Regions from separate parts of the Sus scrofa genome. Here regions 1 and 2 are each linked to region 3. A link is a contact called in public HiChIP or PLAC-seq data. All regions are on one chromosome and are shown on one strand. Each heading gives the region's core, a stretch centred on a gene start, on an enhancer-like site or on the middle of the called end of the contact. The rest is flanking DNA. Distances are from core to core; before and after follow the strand shown.

Region 1 (3,792 bases), core at 384-2,883, 280 kb before region 3:
CTTCTCAGGTTTACATGAGAAGTTCAGAAAATGAACACAATTTTCATAATCATTATCATAGTTTGAAGAAGTCCAATAAAAATGCACATTGCTTTTCTGATGTGAGCACAGGCCCACAACCATTGGTGTGAGAATCATTTTCAGAAACCAAAAACAGCTTTCCTAAAATCTCAGCACCACTTCAGCCCCACCTTCCAACCCACATCTCATTAAAAAACAAAGCCATTTCTTTCATGCCTCATAATTAATGATAAAGTGAGTCAACTATACAAACAAAACACCAACAATAATTTACTGTGAACATTGTTGCATTTGTACTGCACTTATATATCTACTCTCTCATTTGATGTTTTTCATGAGCTTCTGCAGCAGGAAGAAATGGAATAATTGTTTTAGAGATGAAGAGATTCAACTCTACAAGATGTGATTTGCCCCAAAACACACAGCTCATAAGAAGTAATGACAAGATGTGAATTCAGGATTCTCGAGATTCTCCAACTAAACTTGTGTTCACTTATTCAACATTGTCTCTCTTATCTGAAGTGTTTAATCAAGCACAAGAAGTTGATAATGGAGCCCTAGGGAAGTTATCTAATTGGATAGAGCCTCAGATGGGTTCTCTTAAAACATAAAAGAAGGAAAGAGAAAGAGAGAGAGAGAGAAAGGAAGAAATAAACCACTTCGGGTAAAGATAGTTAAATTTCCTGGAAAACAGGGGTCTTGAACTGTCCTTTAAAGATGTATTAATCAAAGCAAGCCCACAAACTGACAATTTCAGAATCATTTCGGAGCTTGTTAGAAATATAAATTTTTCCACACTGTGTTCTCAGGCCTCCAGGACAATAACCTCTGAGGCACAGACTGCCCAGGTGATTCCAATGCATAGAAAGTTTGAAAAGTGTTGCTTGAAAGTAAAAGTCAGACCTGAGTAAATAACAAGACGGTTACAGGTAGGCTAAAAAGGGGGAAGGGGGGAAGGGCGTTGGGGAGGGGGGACAACATGAAAAATTAGGAGGCCTAGAATCCAGAAAATTCAAGAAATGTCAGCAAAAAAAGGTTCAGAACACTGGGCTGGGAAGGTAGTATCCTGTGAAGGACAGGGTCCGAATAAACCTGGGGTGAAATCTTGAACTAGAGAAAGCTGAATGCAAGCAGAGCAGTCTCTAGAACCACTCAGGCCCAAAGTTTAAATCTTGAGAGAAAGTATGTAGACCTAAGCAACAAAAGCATCATGTGATGCAGGACAAGAGGTCCCTCAGGGTTTAGAAGGTCTTCAGAAGAGAACCTCTTTTACAACCTGGAGAAACACAAGTTCACCAGACAGACAAGGATGGAAAGAACCATGGCAAAGGGCCAAGGTGTAAAACAAGATCTATTTAGCACCAGTGAGGCACCCTTGATTCAGTGTCCTCATCTGTACAAGAAGAGATTAATGATCCTAACCCAGTTGAACTATTGAGAAGATTAAATAAAACAGTTCTACACAATGACTCCAAATGTGATGTCCGGCACAGAGTGGACACTCAACACAGTACACTGACTTTCTTTCTCTTCCAGGCCACTGCAGTTCGTGAGAGTGAGCTAGGCATTGGGTCCTCTCTCGGGCTGGTTGGTAAGTGACTGATTTGGAGGATGTTTTCTCATAAAAGTTCACAGGGCAGCCTGCTGGGGGAGGTCCCGTGGTTATGAAGCATCACACTCAGCCACATTCCATTTTAAGACCTACAGCTCCTTCACTTCCTGCTTCTCACTCTTACTTTTTTCAGAGGGGCTGCAGGTTCTCAAGGTTATCTTGAGCACAGCTTTCTTTCTAAATGACACATAACCACTTCTACAGGCAAAAGTGCTCTGTGTAACTTCTTCTTTCAGAATGGGACTCTGGGCTGCCTGAAAATGGATCTAGGTCCATTCCCAGATGATCTCTTGGAAAGCAGACATGAATCAGTCCAGCAGGTTGGCTGGAGGTCTCCAAGAGTCTGTCTACAGGGGGATATTAACTAGGGTTGCTCAAAGGGAAAAACCAAGTTCCAGAGTCAATTGAAAGCAAGCTGACCGCTGTCCCACAGGGTTTCCTGAAAGATTTAGCAAGCTAATGTACTTTGTCAGTACCTAAGAGGGCGCCAGAGTATGCCGCATTCTCCAGGCTTACAGGGACCAATTTTAAGAGTGGTATCTCCTTGGACTACTATTTACTGACCATGCAGGAGAAAACAATACGTCAGCGCATGATATAGATAAGGCAGGGATCATCCGTTTGCTTAGAGTCCATTCCCAGAAAGATTAAGAAGGTGGCAGCATTTTTGTTATGCTTCTTCACCTTCCCATTCATTATCTATACTCACCGCATCCTCCTCTTCCTCCACAAGCCCTTTCCCTTCCCCATTACTCTGTGCACGCTGTTTTACAAAGAATCTGCTAATTCGATAAACTAATGCCTTCTTTTTCAACACTTTGCACATCGGTGCCTCTATTATGTTATTCATTCCATTTGCTTAGGAAGCATCCCCTTTATCAAAATCCTATTAATTCAAGGCCAACCCAAATGTCACTTCCCCCAAGAAGCCTTCCTTAATCCCCTGCCCTCCACACCAGTTGGAAGTAATCGTTCTTTGCTCCTCACTGAACTTTCTCAGCAAGTTTCCACTTTCTACCTTAAATGATAGTTATCTGTGTGCTGTCTCACCTTCACCAGTTGGTTCACCCCTTTCCTAATACTTTCACACCTGTCATCTTGGTTCATCCCTACAACATGCTGGGAGGAAGAACAGGCAGGTATAATTATACTCATAGTATGGAGTAAATGTAGCTTAGTGGTTAGAAGTGGAGTTGCTAGAGACAGACTATCTGAGTTCAAGTCCTAGATAAACTCTCTGGTTCTCAATTTTTCATCTGTGAAATGGCAGTAATAGCAATACCTTCCTCAGAGGGGGATTATGGGGATTAAGTGAGTTAATGAGGCAAAGTACTCACACCTAACTAAATATGCATTTTTCTAAATCTTTTTAGGGCCGCACGGTGGCATATGGAAGTTCCCAGGCTAGGGGTCGAACTGGAGCTGTAGCTGCTGGTCTATGCCACAGCCATAGCAATGACAGATCCAAGCCACATCTGTGACCTACACCACAGCTGAAATGCCAGATTGATTAACCACTGAGCTAGGCCAGGGATCAAACCCGCATCCTATGGATCCTAGTTGGATTCATTACTACTGAGCCACGATGGGAACTCCTCAATATGCATTTAGTAAGGGTTCCAGGGGAGTTTAGAAGTGGCCAGGTCAGAATTTTCCAGATTTATGTCATGTTTCTTTCCTCAATAATGTTATCTTTCAGCATTGCTCATTCATTGGGTAAATATTTATTGAGCTCATAGATGAGCCAAGAGTGACTCTAGGCAACTAGAATACAGAGAAGACAGACAGGGCTCTGAATTCTCAGTCCTTACAATCTAGCAAGAGGCAGAGGGAGTCCATGCAAAAGTTAAATACTAAACAAATGAGAAAACAAACGTGTTGGTTTTTATTTTGGTTTGTCCTCATGTCATCCCCTCCTTCCCAATAATCTATTGTACTATTTTACTTTGACCAAAACTATACACAAAATGCTTCCTGTTCCATTCAAAATTCTAGAGTTCAACATTGGTTTAGAACATTTTGCCTCATATCACTAGTTTCTTCAAGGGATGCATCAGGAATCACACCTGGGTTTTTTTTCTAATTATCCTACGCATGTATTTTGGGTCACCCCTCCCCCCAGCCCAATAAACCCAGGTGAATCCCCAGTGGCTTATATG
Region 2 (3,891 bases), core at 644-3,143, 280 kb after region 3:
GGTGACACTTTCTGCAGCAACTTGCCTGTTACCTGCCACATAATAGGCTTAATCACTGTCCACTGAATATAAGCAGGTATCTTCATGTACATGAATACCATGTATAATAAGGGGTGTGATTTTGGTAATTATGCATGTAAATCTATTTGGATAGATAATGAATATGCAGATGGATAGATACTGGGGCCATGGGTCAGAGAAATGCCAAAAAGAAAAGAAAAAAGGAGGAGTTCCCATCATAGTTCAGTGGTTGACGAACCGGACTAGTATCCATGAGGATGTGGGTTCAATCCCTGGCCTTGCGCAGTGGGTTAAGGATCCATCATTGCCATAAGCTGCAGTGTAGGTCATAGATGCGGCTTGGAACCCGCATTACTGTGGCTGTGGCATACGCTGGTGGCCGCAGCTCCCATTCGACCCCTAGCCTGCATGCCTCAGGTGCATCTCTTAAAAAAAAAAAAAGAAAGAAAGAAAAGAAAAATGTACTAGAAAGTGTATTTAGCACCTACTAGGTCCTGGGGGAAGGAAATGGAAGGTGAGTCTCTTTGCACGGGCCTCAGATAACCATAAATAACATAGGCAGATGATTTTAAAGAAGCCATTTTTGTAGGTAAGGACTACTTGGATTTGGAGGCAAAGGAGGACCATTTTCTTTTTGGTGTGAAACACCGAGAATGTTAGGGATGAAAGAGGCCTGGGGCAGCCTGTGGACTTAGACATCTTAGATTGTAAAACTGAGCTGTGTAAAGAAGGGTTCCACAGGGATTCACAGACTTTAAAAAACATAAAAACAACCCCCTTCCCAAGCCACCCCTCTTTTCTGAAGGTGCTACGGAAACCTTGAAAAATGGGTCTTTGCAAGGAAGCAGAAAACCTGGTGAGATGGTGTAAGGTCAAGAGCATGGGCTCTGAACTCAGCCAGGGTTTAAATCTCCCTCATCTGCTTTTTAGCTCTTGGATCTGAGGGAGACTACTTCCATTTGGAAACTCTGAGCCTCGACTTCTGAAATGCAGACTCTGCCTATGTCTCTCTTCATTATGAGTTTAGATTATATCACAAGGGGTTCAGCAAAGCTCTGTCTCTCATTCCTCCCCACACCCACAAAGCCCTCCTCAGCCTCTGTCTTTCTCTGCACCCTTGGTCGGAAGCACTTGCTGCTTTCTCCCTTCTCATCTACCACATTCAGGTGTTGGATCAGATGATTTCCAAATTTCTGTTACATGAGTCTAACTGTCTGGTCCTACTTTTTACCAGATGGCTGGGCTAGCTGGATAGGATATCAAACAGTCTATTTTCTATACATTTATGTTAATGAGCCATTTACTGAGCTTTACCACATTTAATCCTCAAAAGAATACCTGTAAGGTAGCAGTTGCTTTCCCCCTTTATAAATCAGCAAACCAAGCCAAAAGGCATGGAGAGAAATCATCCTAGACCTATGGTTTGGGGGCAGGCTTGCAGAGGAGACTCTTTTGAAAGGCTTAACAATAGCACAAGAAAATGAGGCCTTTCATTATACCCGTGGCCTTGAAAATCAAGTGGAAACTTCCCAGTTTTCACTCCATCCATCGCCCCTCCTCTTGCACTAAATGCTTTAGTCATCTTCTCTTTCTTTTTTGTTGTCTTTTTCCTGTGTTGCCATTCCAGGCTGAGGTCATGACTCTCCTAAGAGCCTTAATCAAATCTGGAAGGCAACAGGGCTGAACACAGGATCTTTCCTACCTGACTCCTGGACTGAACAAGTGCAAAGAAAGCTGATGTTGGGAATCCAGCTCTTGCTGCCTGCGGCTGTGGGGCTGGCTATGAATTTTTACCAGCTCTTGCCTGATCATCTTTCTTTGGCCTTTGACATACTTGTCACTGGATCCGTGGTAAAGCCAGTCTTTCTCTCTAGCCACTAATTTGTATTTCCCCCAGAGAGCCTAGAACTATGCCCTACCCAGCGGGTACTCACTGTACTGGAGGTGGTGTCGCCAACCAACACAGCCCCAGATTACATTAAGTATTTCAGCAATTGCAATGAATTTCTGGCCAGCCTTGATGGTTTGGTCAGCTTCAGTCCCAGCCTTGCCCCTCAGAGATTGACAAAGCCCAGTTTCAACTAATTCTTAATAATGCAATTAAATTTTTGGAAACTGAGCTGGGTTTCATATTTAAATGGTGACTTTCACCACACAGGAGAGGTTGGCCAAATGCAGGAGGAACTGGAAGATTTTTGCAAAGAGATGAATTTGGATTTTCCATTTTTAGAAAAGCTGCATATGCTCATGTGCAGGTAACACTCCAGGCTCAGGGGTTCCCAAGGGCCAAAAGAGTGGGTAAAGCATGAACCCCTAAACCAGCATGCCTCATAGGGAATCATCAGTATCCTCAAAAAGAAAACTAATATTAGTAGTAGAATCTAATGGTAGATATGAATTTTGTTTAAATATTCTTTATATTTTTACATTTTCACAATAAAATATTTGGGAAAAAAAGAAAAGATTTGGAAAGATTTCATGGATGGAACTAGAGACTCTCATACTAAGTGAAGCAAATCAGAAAGAGAAAGACAAATACCATATGACATCACTTTTATCTGGAATCTAATATATGGCACAAATGAACCTTTCCACAGAAAAGAAAATCATGGACTTGGAGAATAGACTCCTGGTTGCCAAGGGGGAGGGGGAGGGAGTGGGATGGATTAGGAGTTTAGGATTAATAGATGCAGACTATTGCCTTTGGAATGGACAAGCAGTGAGACCCTGCTGTGTAGCACTGGGAACTGTATCTAGTCATTTATGATGGAGCATGATAATGTGAGAAAAAAGAATCTATACATGTATGTGTAACTGGGTCACTCATGCTGTACAGTAGAAAACTGACAAAGCACTGTAAACCAGCTATAATAAAAAAAATCATTATGTAAAAAAGAAAGAAGAAAAAAGAAAAGTAGGGGCAGAATTAAAACGTTTCTGCTTTTGAAATGCAACAACACTTACCTCTCAGGGCCATTGCAAGGATGGCATTAGGGCATATGCGGAAGGGCTTGCTCAGGGTCTTGCTCAGAACAGGGAGCAATGAATGTATTTATTAACACCACAGCATGGGAAAAGGCACCACTCTGAAGTTAAACGACTGCATCTTGAACTTCATGCTGCAGCTCACTAGCCCAGCTGGTGCCTTTCCATCCCGGGTCCCAGTCTCCTCATCTTTCTAATTGGAATAATAATCACAGCATATTTCTCAGGGTCACAAGGAGAAGCATGTTAGAGAACTGTTGAGAAAGTTCTTTGCAAACTAGAAAGCTCTCTAGGCAAAATAAAACATTATGAGATGTATACCTAACTTCTGTGCCCTTGTTTCAGCTCTTCTCTCTGCCTGAAACGCCCTCCTTCCCCACACCCTCTCTTCCTAACCTGGCTATTGAAGGCCTAACTTTCATTTATAAGGCAGGAGAACATAATGGCTGAGAGCAAAGCCTTACCTGGCTGGGTTCAAATTCCCACTTCTGTTTGTTAGCTCTTTGACCTTAGGTCAGTTACGTTCTGTGCTTCAGTGTTCCATCTATAAAATGAGGATAACAGCACCATGAATTCCATAAGATAGTGGTGAGGATTAAATAAGTGCACACATGCAAAGTACCTAGAACAGTATGTACTAAGCCCCTATATGTGTCAGCTCATTATTTCAGAGCTTACTTTATTATTTTGATGTTTATTTCAAGGGCACAGTCACTATATTACAAAATTTTTTATCATGACTTCAAACTCTACCTCCCCCAGAAACGTTTTTAGATGTCTTAGTTTGAAGCAATTGTTTCCATATTTAAATGCTCTATTTGTTGTAGCTCAGTGATTGCCCTTTTCATTGCTGGTGTCCCGTATCTTGCTCTCCTGCGCTGTCCT
Region 3 (3,831 bases), core at 447-2,946:
TTGGTTATATTGTCTTCACTCAAATGTGCTATTGCACAGCAGAGATAAAAATTAATAGCTTTGTTTCCTGTGATCTCTTTATCAGCCAAAGTACAGGACCGTGGCTCTCAGTCCTTTTAATGGAAAAACTGAGTTTGTATTATCGGTGATAAGGCTGTGTCAGGCGTTATTTTATTCTCTTATCTCCCTTGTTCAAGGTGAGGTGTTCTAGCCCTGATGGATGAGCAGGGCGACCGTGACTCTGATGTTTCCTGTGCCTTGATCTCACTTTACCTTTGAAGATAACTGTGGCAGGTGAGATGGGACTGGGGCCGGTGGATTCTGAACACAGATCCCAGGAAAGGCTGTGATGGCTGGAGTCCTTGGCATAGGAGGCTGGGACAGGTAGCTTGAGAGCTCTGCAGACTCTGTCACATGGCCCAAGTCACCTACACAGCAGAAGCTTTCACACCTCCTCCAGGAGAGTTTATTCATCAAACACTAACTGGTATTCTCAGATGTTCCCAGCATAGTGTCTGATAGGGAAAGGTGAGTCATGCCAGTTCCTGCAACACTAGGGACGCTCCTGGCGACCAAGGGTTGCAAGTTTAGTTACACGGGAAGGAGGCTTAGTCACATCCTCCTGCCCTGGGTTCCAGAGCCCATCTACCAAGCTGCGCTTCAGCTTCTGTCATGGTGTGTGGTCATTTATTTGTCTGCGTGTCTGCTTCTCCTTTTAGAACGTGTGTTCCTCTGGAGCAGAGACCAGATCTTAGACTGGTCTCCAGTCTGGCTTCAGCGCACGTTGAAATATAGTCAATGTTTGTGTACTGAATTGATATGTGGGCAAATTCATTTATTCATCTGTTCATTCATTCACTCATCATCCAATGTCCATTTGCTGATCTCCATTATGTTACAACTCCCTCTAATACCAGAGGTTTAAAAAAGCAGTGGCTTTGGAGTTCCCGTCATGGCTCAGTGGTTAACAAATCCGACTAGGAACCATGAGGTTGCGGGTTCGATCCCTGGCCTTGTTCAGTGGGTTAAGGATCTGGTGTTGCCGTGAGCTGTGGTATAGGTTGTAGATGCGGCTTGGATCCTGCATTTCTGTGGCTCTTGTTTGGGCCGGCAACTACAGCTCTGATTAGACCCCTAGCCTAGGAATCTCCATATGCCACAGGTGCGGCCCTAGAAAAGGAAAAGAGACAAACAAACAAACAAACAAACAAACAAACAAAAAGAATCAATAGCTTTACTCTGAGTCTCAGCGGTGGCTCATGCAGGAGGAAAAGAAAGTCCTGTCCCAGCCCCCTCGTCACACCCACAGAGACCCCTGGCTTCTCATCCTTTGTCAGCCCCAGTGGTAATTCAGAGCTGGCTGTGGAAAAGACCCCTCAGATACTGAAAAATGAGTTCTGGAAAAAAGTCTTCCCATATACCCTGTCTTCCTTCTTCTATTTAGAACAATGATTTCCTCCCTTTATTATGTTCCTGAGACACTGGAGGAATGGCTTGGCAAGCCATGGAACCAATCCCCAAATTGTCATCCTCTGATGGCATCTACATTTCCCTAGAAGCCCATGTGGAGCCCAAGAAGACTGCATCCTCAGCAGGGGCTTTCTTACGGGGATTTTATGGTTATTGGCTAGAAAGCCAACGAGGCAACGGTCACGGGCTAAAGAGCCAAAGAAAGTCCTCCAGGCTTGCATGACTCAGCCCCAGGAGTGGCTCACTGCATGTTAAAATCAAGGGATGTGCTGAAGCAAGGCAAGGCACAGGAAGCTATCTGAGATAAAAGACATCATCTATCAAAATGCAATTCCAGACTCCTCTTCTAACTCCTGGCGGGAAGGAATTGAAATAATCATGGTCTCTCCTTTGAGCTGGTCAAAGTCACGGAGCCCTGAGGTCCTGGGAGTGTCTTGGCAGGAGTGATCTTGGACAAGTCCTTGACCTGTTCAGTTTTCCAGGCTCTTATCTGTCAAATGAACAGGCTGATTAATTCCCAAGGTGTTTGTAAGCTCTGACAGTGAATTCTATGCTATCCAACTGTTTTATGATTCCTGGATATCCTGAGGTGAATTTCCAGGCATAAAGTCCTTGTCTTATGATTCCCCCAATGTACGTCTGGGTGGCCTGAACCCCCGTCTCTACATGAGGCCCCATATATCCATTAGCAGGATCTGGGAGACCAGCAGAAGAAACCCTTCTCCTCCAGGGCCTGACACTGTGTTAGCAATGACCTCTGTGGAGTTTAAGCTGAATACTGGACCAAGAAGTCGAACATGGGTTAGTGTCTACATCAACTATGACTCACTTAATCCCTTAAGGCTCATCTCTGATGAACCCTCTTTTATGAAGCTTTCCCAGATTCCATCTAGAAGATTCTGTTCCTTCCCTGTTCTCCTCTTAGTTTGCTTATCAGTTTGTGAGGGGTAGGGGCTAGCAGGCAGAGTCACATAGCTTCCCACAGATCCCAGGAGAATTTTGTGCATGGTAGGAGCTCAATAAACATGAATCAGCAACCTGAGGAATTTGCGATCAAGATTTGAATTAGGTAGGGATTTAGATTGACAGGTAGACAAACAAATTTCTATAATCTCCTTGGTGCTGGGTTAATGACTCTCAACCTGGAATCCCTGGAGCCCAGAGGTCTATTTGGGTAGTAATGGGAGTAAGGAGGGAGTAGAGAGAATTACTGGATTGTAATGACAAAGCCCAACTCATGTTGGCTAAAGCAGAAATGGGGCGCTTCTTGGGGGCAGAGCTGGCTTCTGGTTTGACAACCAAGGCCTTGAGCTGTTGTCAGCTTCTATTCTCTGGCTCTAATCTTTACCCCCTTCTGTTCTGGTTCAATGCTTGGGCACACCCTCGTGGTGGCAAAACAGCAGATAGCAACCCCAGGGAAAATGGAAACCCATTTCTTCCCTAACTTTTTCAAAAGTGTGCTGGGCTTATCTCTCAAAGTTTATTGTGAGTTAACAACCCTTGTAGCCAAAGAGGAAGTGGAGTTGGGTTGATTTTGGTTCAAGTCCTTTCCTGGAGCTGGGGAAGTTCTGGGGACTGACGTGGGGGAAGGTGTTTCTAAAGAAAAAAGAAAGGGAAAGGAAGGAAAAGGGGGTGGTGCTGTAACCAGAAGAAAGGAGATTAATACTATGGTAAAATCCATAAATTGGTGTCTTCAAAATATTTTCAGTGTTTCAAAAAGCCTAATAGAAACCCTTGTTTTACTAATGTTGAAGTCATAGATGCTAATTAACACATCAATTTTTTTTTTGCCTTTGACTGAAATTATATCAACTCAGTTTAAAAAGATTAGATCTTTCTTTCTCTCTCTTTTTTGGCTGCACCTGCAGCATGCAGAAATTCCTGGGCTAGGGATCACACTTGTGCCATGGCAGTAATAATGCCAGATCCTTACTCAACTGAGCCACCAGGGAACTCCTGAAAATGTCTTATTGATCAGAAGCACTTTTTTTTTTCCCCCTATCAGAAGCACTTTGCCTCATAAGGAATGGAAAGGAAAATTAATTTCTGGCACATCCCATTTAATAACACAGATTTGTTTTAACTGTAATTACTGTGACTTTTCCCCTTGAAACTTGTATTTGTATCATACATATCATATCATAAATATTTCTATCTGGCGTCCAAGGTTAGTGTATGCTCTTAGCCATTACAAGCCAAATAAAATTGAAGGTGCTCTTTCAGCCAATAATCATTACTGCTTCACCCTACAAGTGGTTCTCAGCCAATGGGCGCTCCAACAGCAGTTTGAAAATTGAGTCATGGCAACTTGTGTTTTTCCCCTCTGGGACCCTCTCTTTCCGCCATATATGTTGTGCTCTA

The links. HiChIP or PLAC-seq counts read pairs in DNA pulled down with a chosen protein or histone mark.
Region 1: an H3K27ac HiChIP or PLAC-seq map of alveolar macrophages shows a contact between it and region 3. The contact joins two enhancer-like sites. A contact is called at or near these places in 2 of 47 Hi-C or Micro-C datasets (heart right ventricle and skeletal muscle) and 2 of 2 datasets of contacts at active chromatin or transcription factors (alveolar macrophages and skeletal muscle).
Region 2: an H3K27ac HiChIP or PLAC-seq map of alveolar macrophages shows a contact between it and region 3. The contact joins two enhancer-like sites. A contact is called at or near these places in 2 of 2 datasets of contacts at active chromatin or transcription factors (alveolar macrophages and skeletal muscle).

Annotation. Positions count from the first base shown.
Region 1 is chr13:125,975,067-125,978,858 of Sscrofa11.1, reverse strand. The region is part of intron 2 of LPP (lipoma-preferred partner); the gene reads right to left. Among named protein-coding and RNA genes, the nearest start is that of LPP, 190 kb to the right of the region's middle. Within about 2 kb of position 1,633, at least 14 of the 83 cell types and tissues checked have an H3K27ac peak or open chromatin away from gene starts, as enhancers often do. A contact at or near this core is called in alveolar macrophages, where this site is marked.
Region 2 is chr13:125,417,688-125,421,578 of Sscrofa11.1, reverse strand. LOC106508008 (a long non-coding RNA gene) reads right to left here. Exons shown (of 5, transcript XR_002337803.1): 3 at 3,471-3,550. Among named protein-coding and RNA genes, the nearest start is that of BCL6, 30 kb to the right of the region's middle. Within about 2 kb of position 1,893, at least 2 of the 83 cell types and tissues checked have an H3K27ac peak or open chromatin away from gene starts, as enhancers often do. A contact at or near this core is called in alveolar macrophages, where this site is marked.
Region 3 is chr13:125,696,631-125,700,461 of Sscrofa11.1, reverse strand. No RefSeq gene overlaps it. Among named protein-coding and RNA genes, the nearest start is that of LPP, 84 kb to the left of the region's middle. Within about 2 kb of position 1,696, at least 10 of the 83 cell types and tissues checked have an H3K27ac peak or open chromatin away from gene starts, as enhancers often do. A contact at or near this core is called in alveolar macrophages, where this site is marked.